3 separate regions of the Mus musculus genome follow, and regions 2 and 3 are each linked to region 1. Evidence: chromatin contacts called from public Hi-C and HiChIP or PLAC-seq data. All regions are on one chromosome and are shown on one strand. The core of a region is the stretch at or near the end of the contact, and the rest is flanking DNA. Distances in the headings are between cores, read along the strand shown. Region 1 holds the start of 1700067K01Rik (RIKEN cDNA 1700067K01 gene). Region 2 holds the start of 1700122E12Rik (a long non-coding RNA gene). Region 3 overlaps Cacna1a (calcium channel, voltage-dependent, P/Q type, alpha 1A subunit).

Region 1 (3,113 bases), core at 169-2,668:
CACAGCAGTGGAGTATGGGGTTGGAGGACTTGGTTGGCTCATTTACCTGGGGTCACCCTTTCTCCCCAGACCAGGACATTTTTGAAAAACAAAAAAACGGGAGCTTCCTGTGGCCCCAAACCCCTCTTCAGTTCAGCCAGATGTATCTTATATGTGTTTTGTTCTGCCTATTCATCCTGGTGGTGGTTTTTTCCTCGTCCCACCACCCCCGTGTCCTCCCCCTTGACCCCCAGCCTCTGGGGAACAGGTGAGGTAAGGGACCTTGGGTCCTCTTGTCCTTCCCTTTCTGTCTGTCTACTATTGTACCACCTGGCTGTATTGCTTTTTAATATTGCACCGAAGGTTTTTTAAATAAAACTTTAAAAAAAAAAGTTCATTTTCTGTATGGAGGAAGAAGGTGCTAAAAGCCTCCTTGAAGAGTTTAACATTAAGACAGTAATGTGGTGAGGCAGAATAGCTACGGCTTCCCTCAGCCCACTACTCAATGGGCTCACCAAGTATACAGATAGAACGTCTCGGTTCTATCTCCACCACCACAAAAAGAGACGGTTTTTGTGGCTGGGCTTGGTGGCACACCTGTTATCTTCACACTTCAGAGAGGGAAGTCGGATCAGGAGTTCGAGACTAGACTTACCTACATAGTTAAAAGGCAGCTTGGGCTACAGGCACTCAGTCCTGTCTCAACAATGACAAAATCAGTCTAGGACTGGAATAGTTCCTTTGTCTTCTGCCATCTCATTCCAGAACCACCTGCTCAAGTGTTTGTTGAGTGACTAACAGTTAACTGCACACTTGCTGAGCGTTTTGTTGTCACCTCTGTAGTTTGGTGAAGCAGACGTCATAAAACTCATTTTATAGACAGGGCAGCTGGCTTGACAAAGTCAAATTGAGGGTCACACAGGACAGTGTGACACCTGTTGCTGCGTACTTCCAGCCTTGTAATATATTTGGCTTCCTAGCCTGTACTTAAATACCAGTCAGTCTTTGCACGTAGCAAGGAATCCAACCTACAAGTGTTCTGGGACCAGTGCGGGCATACTGGAACTAAAAAGACGATGGGATAAGATCACCCATCTGAGGATTTTTATTGTATAAGTAACCGCTGTATCACTAGGCCTTAGGAAGGTCAAAAGCAGATCCCAGCTCCATCAGTTAAGAGATCTTGGGGTCACCTGCTGGGGTGTAGCCTAGGCCTCTGGGTAACCGTCACAACCCCCATCCAGTCCAGTCAATTGCCTGGGAAGAGAAAAGGCGCCTAGCTGCGCACCGCAAACACGAGGCAGGTCTGGGGCTCCGCCCTTGGCAGCACCCCGCGCGCCAGGTGCCCGCCGAGCTCCGTGCGCAGTGCAGGCCCAGGCTGCGCGCCCTCCGCGTGCTGAAATTCAAAAGAGGCGAAAGCCCCGCGGGGCGGCGCCGGCAGAGACGTCGAGGCCGGGCTGAGTGCGGCTGCGCTCACTGCCCAAGCCGGTCGGCCCCAGGTGTGTGCGCTCCCGGGACGCCGCAGGAGCTGGAGGAGCCTACTGTGGACGCGGATGGCTGCCGAACCCTGGTTCACGGGGTCGCTGGCCCTAGGCCCCGGAGAAGCACCGCCTTCGGAGGAACTGGGACCCGGGCCGCCGCCCTATGGAGACCCTTCGTGGTCGCCCGCCGGGAGACCCGAGACTTCAGCGGAGCAGGAGCCCCAGCGGGCACAGCCCATGATGGAAGCTCCAGCCTCCACGTCCTCCCGGGAGCCACTGGCAGCGGAGCTCGGGCCGGCCCCTGCTCGCCTCCCGCTGGACTCTATGTTCAGCCCCATCACTGACCAGCTCCGTTACCTGCTCAGGAAGGCGGATGACTTTCAAAGCTACTTGCTCTACAGGTGACCCTGCACAAAGGCCGAGGTCCCAGGAACAGGAGGACAGGCTGTGCAGCCCACAAAGGCCAAAAACTGAACTCAGGGCCCAGAGATACAGTATACGAGTCTAGCTAATTAGGAATACATTTTACTAGTGCACCAAGGGCTGTGAAGAATTGAGAGGCAGAAGCAGGCAATGTATAGGCCTTTAGGGTAGCAAAATATTTTTTCTTTTTTTCTCTAGAACTTTGATTTTGGTTGGTTGGTTGGTTGATTGGGCCCATATTTTTCTTCTTGAGAGAAGGTCTCATTCCGTTCTGGTTGGTGAGCCTCCTTCCTCATCTTCCCTACCAAATTTGAAACGCTCTCTTAGCTTTTTAAAACCCTGTTTAATTCAGGTAACCAGGTTCCATCTGCATCAACTCTAGTCAGAGAACTTCTGGTATGAGAGGCCACCCTCCACTCCCAAGGAAAAATGCAGTGTCCTGACAAGTGGAAAGGGCTGGGATGTCTTCGGGAGGCTTTCTGAGCGAGCTTCGCTCTACAGTTTTGAGAGAACTTGGTTGTATATACCCCCAAACACACTGGGGGTGGAACTCAGGCAAGCATTCTGTCTGCCACAGAGTTGTGCTCCCTGCCCAGGTGCCCACACTTTAACAAATGTTTCAAAGGACAGATGCAGGTGGTTCTGAAAGACAACGGAGAAAGACTTGGCATTTGGGGGGGGGGTCTTTCTCTTGGGGAAGCTTTTCCTATGCTGAGCTCCAGCCTCTCACACCTACTTCAGCTCCCAGCCCCCCTTTTTAAAAAATGTTTAATTTGGGGGTATTGGAACCCAGGACTCTGGCGCATGCTATGCACATGCTCACAGCACTGAGAAAATTTCATCAGGGTTCAGCCCGGGATACAGGTGGAGGAGGGGCACCTAGAGATGAAAGGGGAGAGATGCCACATGAAGGCCCCTTTCTCCCTTCAGCAGGGACCGAGTACAGAAGGAACAGCTAGCCAAGGCCATGCCCACCTTCTTAACAATGTGTGAACCATACTTCTTATACCTTGAGGCTGCAGCAAGGAGTGTCCCTCCCATCTATGGAGCCCTGCAGGAGTTGGTCCGGAAGGGGGTGTGTATAGTAGCTCTCTTTCCAGGCCCCTTTCACCTTTAGACTCTGCCTAGGGGTAAGAGGGTTGCTTCTGGCTGACTGCCTGAGGTCATGAAGTCCCACCTTCCATGCAGTTGCTGGAGATCTCCCAGCAGCTAACACTGCGCTTGGAACAG
Region 2 (3,113 bases), core at 421-2,920, 850 kb after region 1:
ACTAAGCCTGACAATCCAAATTTGATCCTAGAACCCAGATGACAAAAGAGATTTCCAAAGTTGCCCTCTGACCTTCACACTAGCACACCCTTTCATACTTGAGTACAGAAGAAATATGCACATGCTCAGATTTTTCACTGATTTTTAGACCCTGTCATTAGCATCATTTCTAAAATTATTAACACGTAGAAAATATCATACAAATGAACAATATAAGTCTTCAAGTAATATTGTACACCAACTAATAAAGTTGTCCTTCAGGACAAAAATTTTCATCATTCAAGTGCTTTCCATGGTATGAAGATCAGCATTCTGGTTACAAAGGGTTTCAGTCTGCACCCACTGTCCAACCGGCAGAGGTCAGCACTGGCTGGGGGCCCCTCACCAAACATGATGTTATATTCTGAGTCTCCATGCATGTCCTTCTGGTCCAAACCACTCGGAAACAGCTTCACGTAGCCGCCCCCACAGTCGATATTCTGCTCATGCTTCACCGTGAACTGTACCACCAGTGTCTGGCCCTTATTGCTGAAGGGTTCGAATTTGGCGGACAGTGCGTAAAATCGGGCATCTTGGCTTGTCTGCAGCCCTGTGATGAAATGGGACTGTCATCAGGTGAACCCGGAATACCCTAGACCTAGAGGGGCACGGCTGACCTCCCTTCCTTCCTCCACCTGTCCTTGGCTCCCGTGTTCCTGGGAAAAGCCCCAACAAGATGTATGTGCTGACTACAGCTTCCTCCAGGAAGTTGTCCTGCACCCACTCCCTTGTACCTTTATCCTTCTCCAGGTCCCCGTAAAATTTGCCAGAACTGAGGACAAATTTGCCAAAATCGGACTTATGTTTGGATTCGACCCAGCGGTTGGTCCAGGCATCTGAAAGGGAAGGGCATAGAGTCAGATTAGCGGGGCCGTCCGACCCCCGCCCCCATAACCAACGTCTGTCAGGAGCTACAAGCAGGTGGGGGTGGGGAAGGGGATTCCCATCCCAACCTCAAACTTGACATCTCGATGGGCTTCAGGTCCTTGGACGAATCCTAACTCTGGGGGCGGGAAACGGCTGAGCCTTCCTAGTCCCACAAGGACGCACACATGGAACCGCCCGCGGCCCTAGTCCCTCTGGGGCCACAGTGTTGGCCCTCTGAACGGTAATTACATTACACACGACGAGGCAGCCGAGGTCTCGGGGCCCAGCAGTCGCTAAGCGGCCTCGAGACGGGCCCAGACCTTACCTCCGTCCAAGAACTGCTCTTTGAAATAGATGGCAGGGTCTGCGGCGGCCAGGCCGAGGAGGCCAAGCAGGAGCGGCACCGAAAGGAGCATGGCGGGCCGAGGGGGCGGCGGCACACAGGCCTTTTAAGACGATCTTCAGGCAGCGGCTCTGCGGTATTGACGGACGCGGCCACCGCCGCTTCAATTTATATTCACCTACCTCTCACCCGAACCTGACACAGCCGCTGAGCCCGCCCCTCGGTCCTTTTGACTGGTTTAGACCTACAGCTGTCCCTTTCCATTGCTTCCCAGTTGGCTCAGCAAGTTAGGCTGTGGCTCGGAACGCTGGGATCCCAGATGGCTGATTTCTATTGGTCGCACTATGGGCCAATGAGGGTCGACCACGCGTTGTGGGGGACGCCCCCTGGTGGGGTGGGGGCCGCTAGCCCACTCAGGCACGGTCACGTGACTGAACCTCAGCCCAACCCCGCCCTTGCTGCTGAGAGTCTCTGGCTCGCTAGGAGTCGTTTAAAGAATCCGCGCGAGCGGTACCAGGTGTTAACCGTGCGGTGCGGGACCGAGACGGGTCCTTAGCTTCGGCCCTTTCCCATCCTCTCTGGTCAGAGGGAAGAAGTAAGGATTATTTGCAACTTTCACGTTCCGTCTGTCCTGCACCTAGGGAACGCCCACCGATGGCGAGCGTTTCCTATTCAGGATAAGGTCAAGGGCCAGCCAGGATCCTGAGGTTTCGCTGCATTCTGGTTCCACAGTTGTTCAGGCCATAGAGAACGTACCAGCTTTCTCCTCTCGTCCCGTAGTTCCCTGCAGCCTGTGTGACATGATACAAGTCATTTCGCCTCCCTGAAATGTCAGAAGCCAACAGGGGTGACCCTGAGCTATCTTGACAGAAATGCTTTTAAACCTTTTAGGGCTGTCCACGGTTCAAGAGCAGGAAACACAGAAGTCTCAGGGGTGTGAGTGTAAGCGTGTTTTCTTGGGTGAGAAGTAGGGGTTTTTTGATTTTTGTTTTTTTTTTTTTTCTCTTTCTCTTAAGCTGGAGAATGAAAGGAGTCACTTCTTGTGGTCTCCCACAAACGACTTGGCTTTTGCAATAAACGGCAGAAGGCAAGGGGTGCCGTTTGAGGAGGAAAAAGGACACAGATGGCTATGGTGATAGTTCTAGTGAGATAAGCAGGACCCTTGGATCTGGAGTCCTCTGACTCAAATCATGTGACTCTGCCTGCTGCCTGGAGGAGGAAGAACAGTACCTGTAGGGGATGGGGGATGGGAGGTGTTTCCAAACTGAGGAATTGGGAACCCTGAAACAAGACTATGAACTGCGCAGAAGGAATCCTTACAAAAATGGCGTGCTTCCTTTGCAGTGAGAGGAACTCAGTCAAGCAATGACACTTGAGGTCAAGAAGCTGGGTCTCCACCCTGTCCCCCAGGCAGTGTACAGAACTCAGCATTGCTGGTGAAGGTCCCACTGGAGGACACCCAAGTTCAACATGATCTTGACAGACCTGTGACTGACCTGACCCTCCCTCCAGTCCTGTGCCACTGACACATATGCTTGATGCCTTCTGCTTTGTCCTAGTACCCAAGACGGTGAGTGAAGCAGGGGTCAAAAGTTCAGTTCTCAGCTGCATAGTGAGTTTGAGGCCAGCCTGGGTTAAATGATACACTGCTTTAACACAATGAAATAAAGGACAGGAGAGATTGGTTTGGAGCACTGGCTGCTCTTCTGAATGACCCCAGTCCTATTCCCAGCACACACACATGAAGGATCAAAACCAGGTAATTTGAGTTTCAGAGGGTCTGAAGCCCTATTCTGTGGGCACCAGATGTGTAAATAGTACAGAGACATACGTGCAGGCAAAACATCTATACAAATAAAATAAA
Region 3 (3,113 bases), core at 236-2,735, 630 kb after region 1:
AGGATGGCTCACGAAGGCGGCATGAAGGAGAGCCCGTCCTGGGTGACCCAGCGGGCCCAAGAGATGTTCCAGAAGACTGGCACCTGGAGCCCAGAGCGAGGGCCACCCATCGACATGCCTAACAGCCAGCCCAACTCCCAGGTGCTGCTTCCCCCTACCGCAGGCTGGGTGGTTCAGGCAGAAAGGGTTCTCCCATACAGAGGCTCCAGACTCACCCTACCCCACCCTCTGCCTGACAGTCTGTGGAGATGCGAGAAATGGGTACTGATGGCTACTCAGACAGCGAACACTACCTCCCCATGGAAGGCCAGACCAGGGCCGCCTCCATGCCCCGCCTCCCAGCAGAGAACCAGGTGAGAGCTTGCAGGATTCTGGGCTGCCCCACACAAGTTACTGAGGATCTTATACCTCTCCCTTGGGGACCCCAGCCTGGGTGGGACCATCTGTAGCTTCGTGGGTGGGTTAGGGTGGAGACCACCCTTTCCTGACTCCTTCAGAGCCTGGTCCTCCTAACCGCTCTCTGACAAAAGCCAGAGAGAGATGGAGCACCTTGAGGCACATGGTAGTCAGTGCCAAATGGCTTCTGTCTGCCCTATTTGAGAGCACAAAGGGGCGGAGTGGGCTCGGAAGGGGTGGGTCCAGCTCTGGTGAGAGATGCCTTTGGGAATGCCTGCTTCAGCAGCATGAGGCGTCTCACACACCCAGGAGGCTGAGGAAAGAGGAATTCCAGGGCAGCTTAGGCTATAGACCTGGATCACCTCTCAAACAAGCAACACGACTTACATCTATAATCCTGCCACTTGGAAAGTGGAAACAGGAAGATTGGGAGTTCACAGTCAGACACTGCTCTATAGCTAGTTCGAGGCCAGCCTCTCACTGTGTGAGATCCTGACTCAAAACAAAACTAAAGAATCCTGACTAGTAGCTAGAGAAGTGGCTCACTGGGTAAGAGCATGCGCTGCTCTTGCAGAAGACCTGACTGAATTCCAGCACATGCCGGTTCACAGCCTCCTGTAACCAGAGCTCCAGGGACCCAGTGCCCTCTCCTCGCCTTCTCAAGCACCTACACACAGGTGCACAAACTCACACACATGTACACAAATAATAAACTAATTAAAAAAAAAAAAGAAAACTAGAATCCTAACTCCACAGCTGGAGAGTGGAGCTCATGGTATCCCCCTGCTTAGCATGGGCGGACCTGGTGCACTTCACACACATACCACTTACATGCAATACATACATACATGCACATGCATCCGTGTGTTCCCAGTGTTAACAGGCATGTCCGTGTGCACGCACATGGCCTGCTGCCTTCAGGAATAGAGCATGTCTGAAGAATCACAAAGCAGAGTCTGGGTGTTCCTGGGATGGCTGTCACATGTCTGGGAGGGTTGGGGGGTTGGGTGTGTACATGGTATGTGTGTCTCAGTGTGGCTGCTTCTCTTAGCTACTCCAGCCCCTTATAGGGAAGGCAAGATCCCCATGGGGACAGAGAAACAAGCATGCCTGGCTACTGCGCAATCGCAATGCAATCGGGAATGGGGATAAAGCCCAGGCTGCTACTGAGGACAAGAAGAAAGGGCAGGAGGAGGGGGGCAGCGGGAGGGGGCAGGCATGTCTGGCTGGGGCAGCTTGCCCTGCATTATGTAGCAGATTCGCTGTGTCTGGCTGGGTCATCATGGCCCAAGGGCCTGGCCTCTGGCTGTTGTGACCTTGGGGTGCATGTAGCTGCCCCATCCCTTCTGTCAGGCCTGGCCTGCTGGTCCCAAAACAGAGATGAGCCAAGCTGGGCTGAAGGCCACCTGGAAGCTTTGAGCTGAAGCTGGGGCGAGGCGGGGGAGGGGTGCTGGGCCGCAGTGCATCGCATGAAATGGGCCAGGAGCCTGTGGCCTTGCTGTCCCATCTGTCAGTCTCGTGTCTCTGCCATCTGTCTGTCTCCTGTCTCTTCTGTGCCTGTTGTGGGGGACAGCCAGCGGGGTCCTGGAGCACCCCCTCATCCGACACCACTGACACCGAGTTTTAACCTCTCTACCCTCCACCTCCTGCATGGACCACCCACTCACCATCCTTTCTGCCTTTTATATTTATTTCCTTCTTTCTGTTTTTTCTGTGTGCGCCATCCTGTGGGGCTGGGACAGAGGAGAAGGGGCCGGCCACGTGGAAATGACCTCAGTGTATGTACCGCGCCCGGCCAGCTCGGCTCCAGCCCCTCTCCCTCCCTGCCCTGTCTGTGACAGCTCCCACCATCTCCCACTACCCTCCACCCTACCCTTTCGTTCCAGATCCCACCCTAGCCCCACCTTGTGTGTTGGAGGAGCCCCTTCCTTGTGTGTTGTGTCCTGTGTGTGCAAGGGGCCACACGGCACCCCACATCGTCTTCAGAGCCTCCAAGAGGCCGACCTGCCCACCCTGCCCATTTCTTGCGGGTCTGTTCCTCCAGTTCAACCAGTGACCACTGGCCTACTGCCTCAGGTCCCTTAGCTCCTGCCTTGGGCTGGGTCCTGCACATCAGAGTTGGAGCAGGCCTGGTCCAGTTGGCCCTGTCTTCCTTCTTCTGCCTGCTACAGAGAGACCTGAAGACTGTCCATGGCAGAGCAAGAGCAAGGATTCTGGGACAGTAAATGCAGACTCAGAATGGTCTCCAGCACCTCCACTGCTAGGGCAGGCCAAGCTGGGCCTGAGGGATAGGGACCAGAGGTGGGGATGGGCGTGAGGGGCAAGAGAGTTGGGCCAAGGAGAAGCAGGGCTCCCAGGTCTGCACTCTGCAAACTGAGTATGCTTCTTGTCAGTCAGCCAGCCTGAACACCAGGGCCTCCTGGAGAGCAGGGCGAGGGGTTAGCCAGGGCCTTCTGGCCAAAGTCCAGCACATACCCTAAGAAGCCACAACATTCCTGTCACTGGACTCAAGTATCCGTAGGGCTCCACCCCTGCAGCCAGCAAGCCAGACACTCAAACCCACCACTGCACCTCTGGACATAATCCCTGGATGCTCACACACTCTGATTCTGTCACCAGTCAGCCAGGTGGGCTGCAGGGCTGGAAGGAGCAGGCCATGAAAATGCTGGCCATTAACTCTGCCCACGCCTGTGCCCCTCCCCCAGACCATCTCTGAT

The links. Hi-C and Micro-C count contacts between places; a contact is called where the count stands out from the background. HiChIP or PLAC-seq counts read pairs in DNA pulled down with a chosen protein or histone mark.
Region 2: an H3K27ac HiChIP or PLAC-seq map of regulatory T cell precursor shows a contact between it and region 1, with 14 times the contacts expected there. The contact joins the promoter of 1700122E12Rik here to the promoter of 1700067K01Rik in region 1. A contact is called at or near these places in 7 of 39 promoter capture datasets (the 3T3-L1 cell line, the C10 cell line, the SN4741 cell line and 3 more), 5 of 484 Hi-C or Micro-C datasets (the C2C12 cell line, CD4 T cells, embryonic stem cells and 1 more), 13 of 115 datasets of contacts at active chromatin or transcription factors (astrocytes, bone marrow-derived dendritic cells, bone marrow-derived macrophages and 9 more) and 2 of 9 other capture datasets (adipose tissue and liver).
Region 3: a Hi-C map of muscle stem cells shows a contact between it and region 1, with 2.9 times the contacts expected there. The contact joins the enhancer-like site here to the promoter of 1700067K01Rik in region 1. A contact is called at or near these places in 1 of 39 promoter capture datasets (neural stem cells), 4 of 484 Hi-C or Micro-C datasets (CD8 T cells, embryonic stem cells and muscle stem cells), 8 of 115 datasets of contacts at active chromatin or transcription factors (bone marrow-derived macrophages, embryonic forebrain, embryonic midbrain and 4 more) and 1 of 9 other capture datasets (embryonic stem cells).

Annotation. Positions count from the first base shown.
Region 1 is chr8:84,000,045-84,003,157 of GRCm38.p6, forward strand. It overlaps 1700067K01Rik (RIKEN cDNA 1700067K01 gene), which reads left to right and starts at 1,419. Exons shown (of 6, transcript NM_183097.3): 1 at 1,419-1,861; 2 at 2,817-2,958; 3 at 3,072-3,113. The coding sequence starts at 1,533. Samd1 (sterile alpha motif domain containing 1) reads left to right here. Exons shown (of 5, transcript NM_001081415.2): 5 at 1-371.
Region 2 is chr8:84,845,477-84,848,589 of GRCm38.p6, forward strand. It overlaps 1700122E12Rik (a long non-coding RNA gene), which reads left to right and starts at 1,671. Exons shown (of 3, transcript XR_106144.5): 1 at 1,671-1,844; 2 at 2,594-2,819. Calr (calreticulin) reads right to left here and starts at 1,455. Exons shown (of 9, transcript NM_007591.3): 1 at 1,232-1,455; 2 at 774-875; 3 at 386-589. The coding sequence starts at 1,322.
Region 3 is chr8:84,633,411-84,636,523 of GRCm38.p6, forward strand. It overlaps Cacna1a (calcium channel, voltage-dependent, P/Q type, alpha 1A subunit), which reads left to right. Exons shown (of 47, transcript NM_007578.3): 42 at 3-141; 43 at 240-353; 44 at 2,139-2,174; 45 at 3,102-3,113. Gm39212 (a long non-coding RNA gene) reads right to left here. Exons shown (of 3, transcript XR_003947427.1): 2 at 1-3,113. Among named protein-coding and RNA genes, the nearest start is that of Gm39212, 3.6 kb to the right of the region's middle. Within about 2 kb of position 1,486, at least 62 of the 459 cell types and tissues checked have an H3K27ac peak or open chromatin away from gene starts, as enhancers often do. A contact at or near this core is called in embryonic stem cells and muscle stem cells, where this site is marked.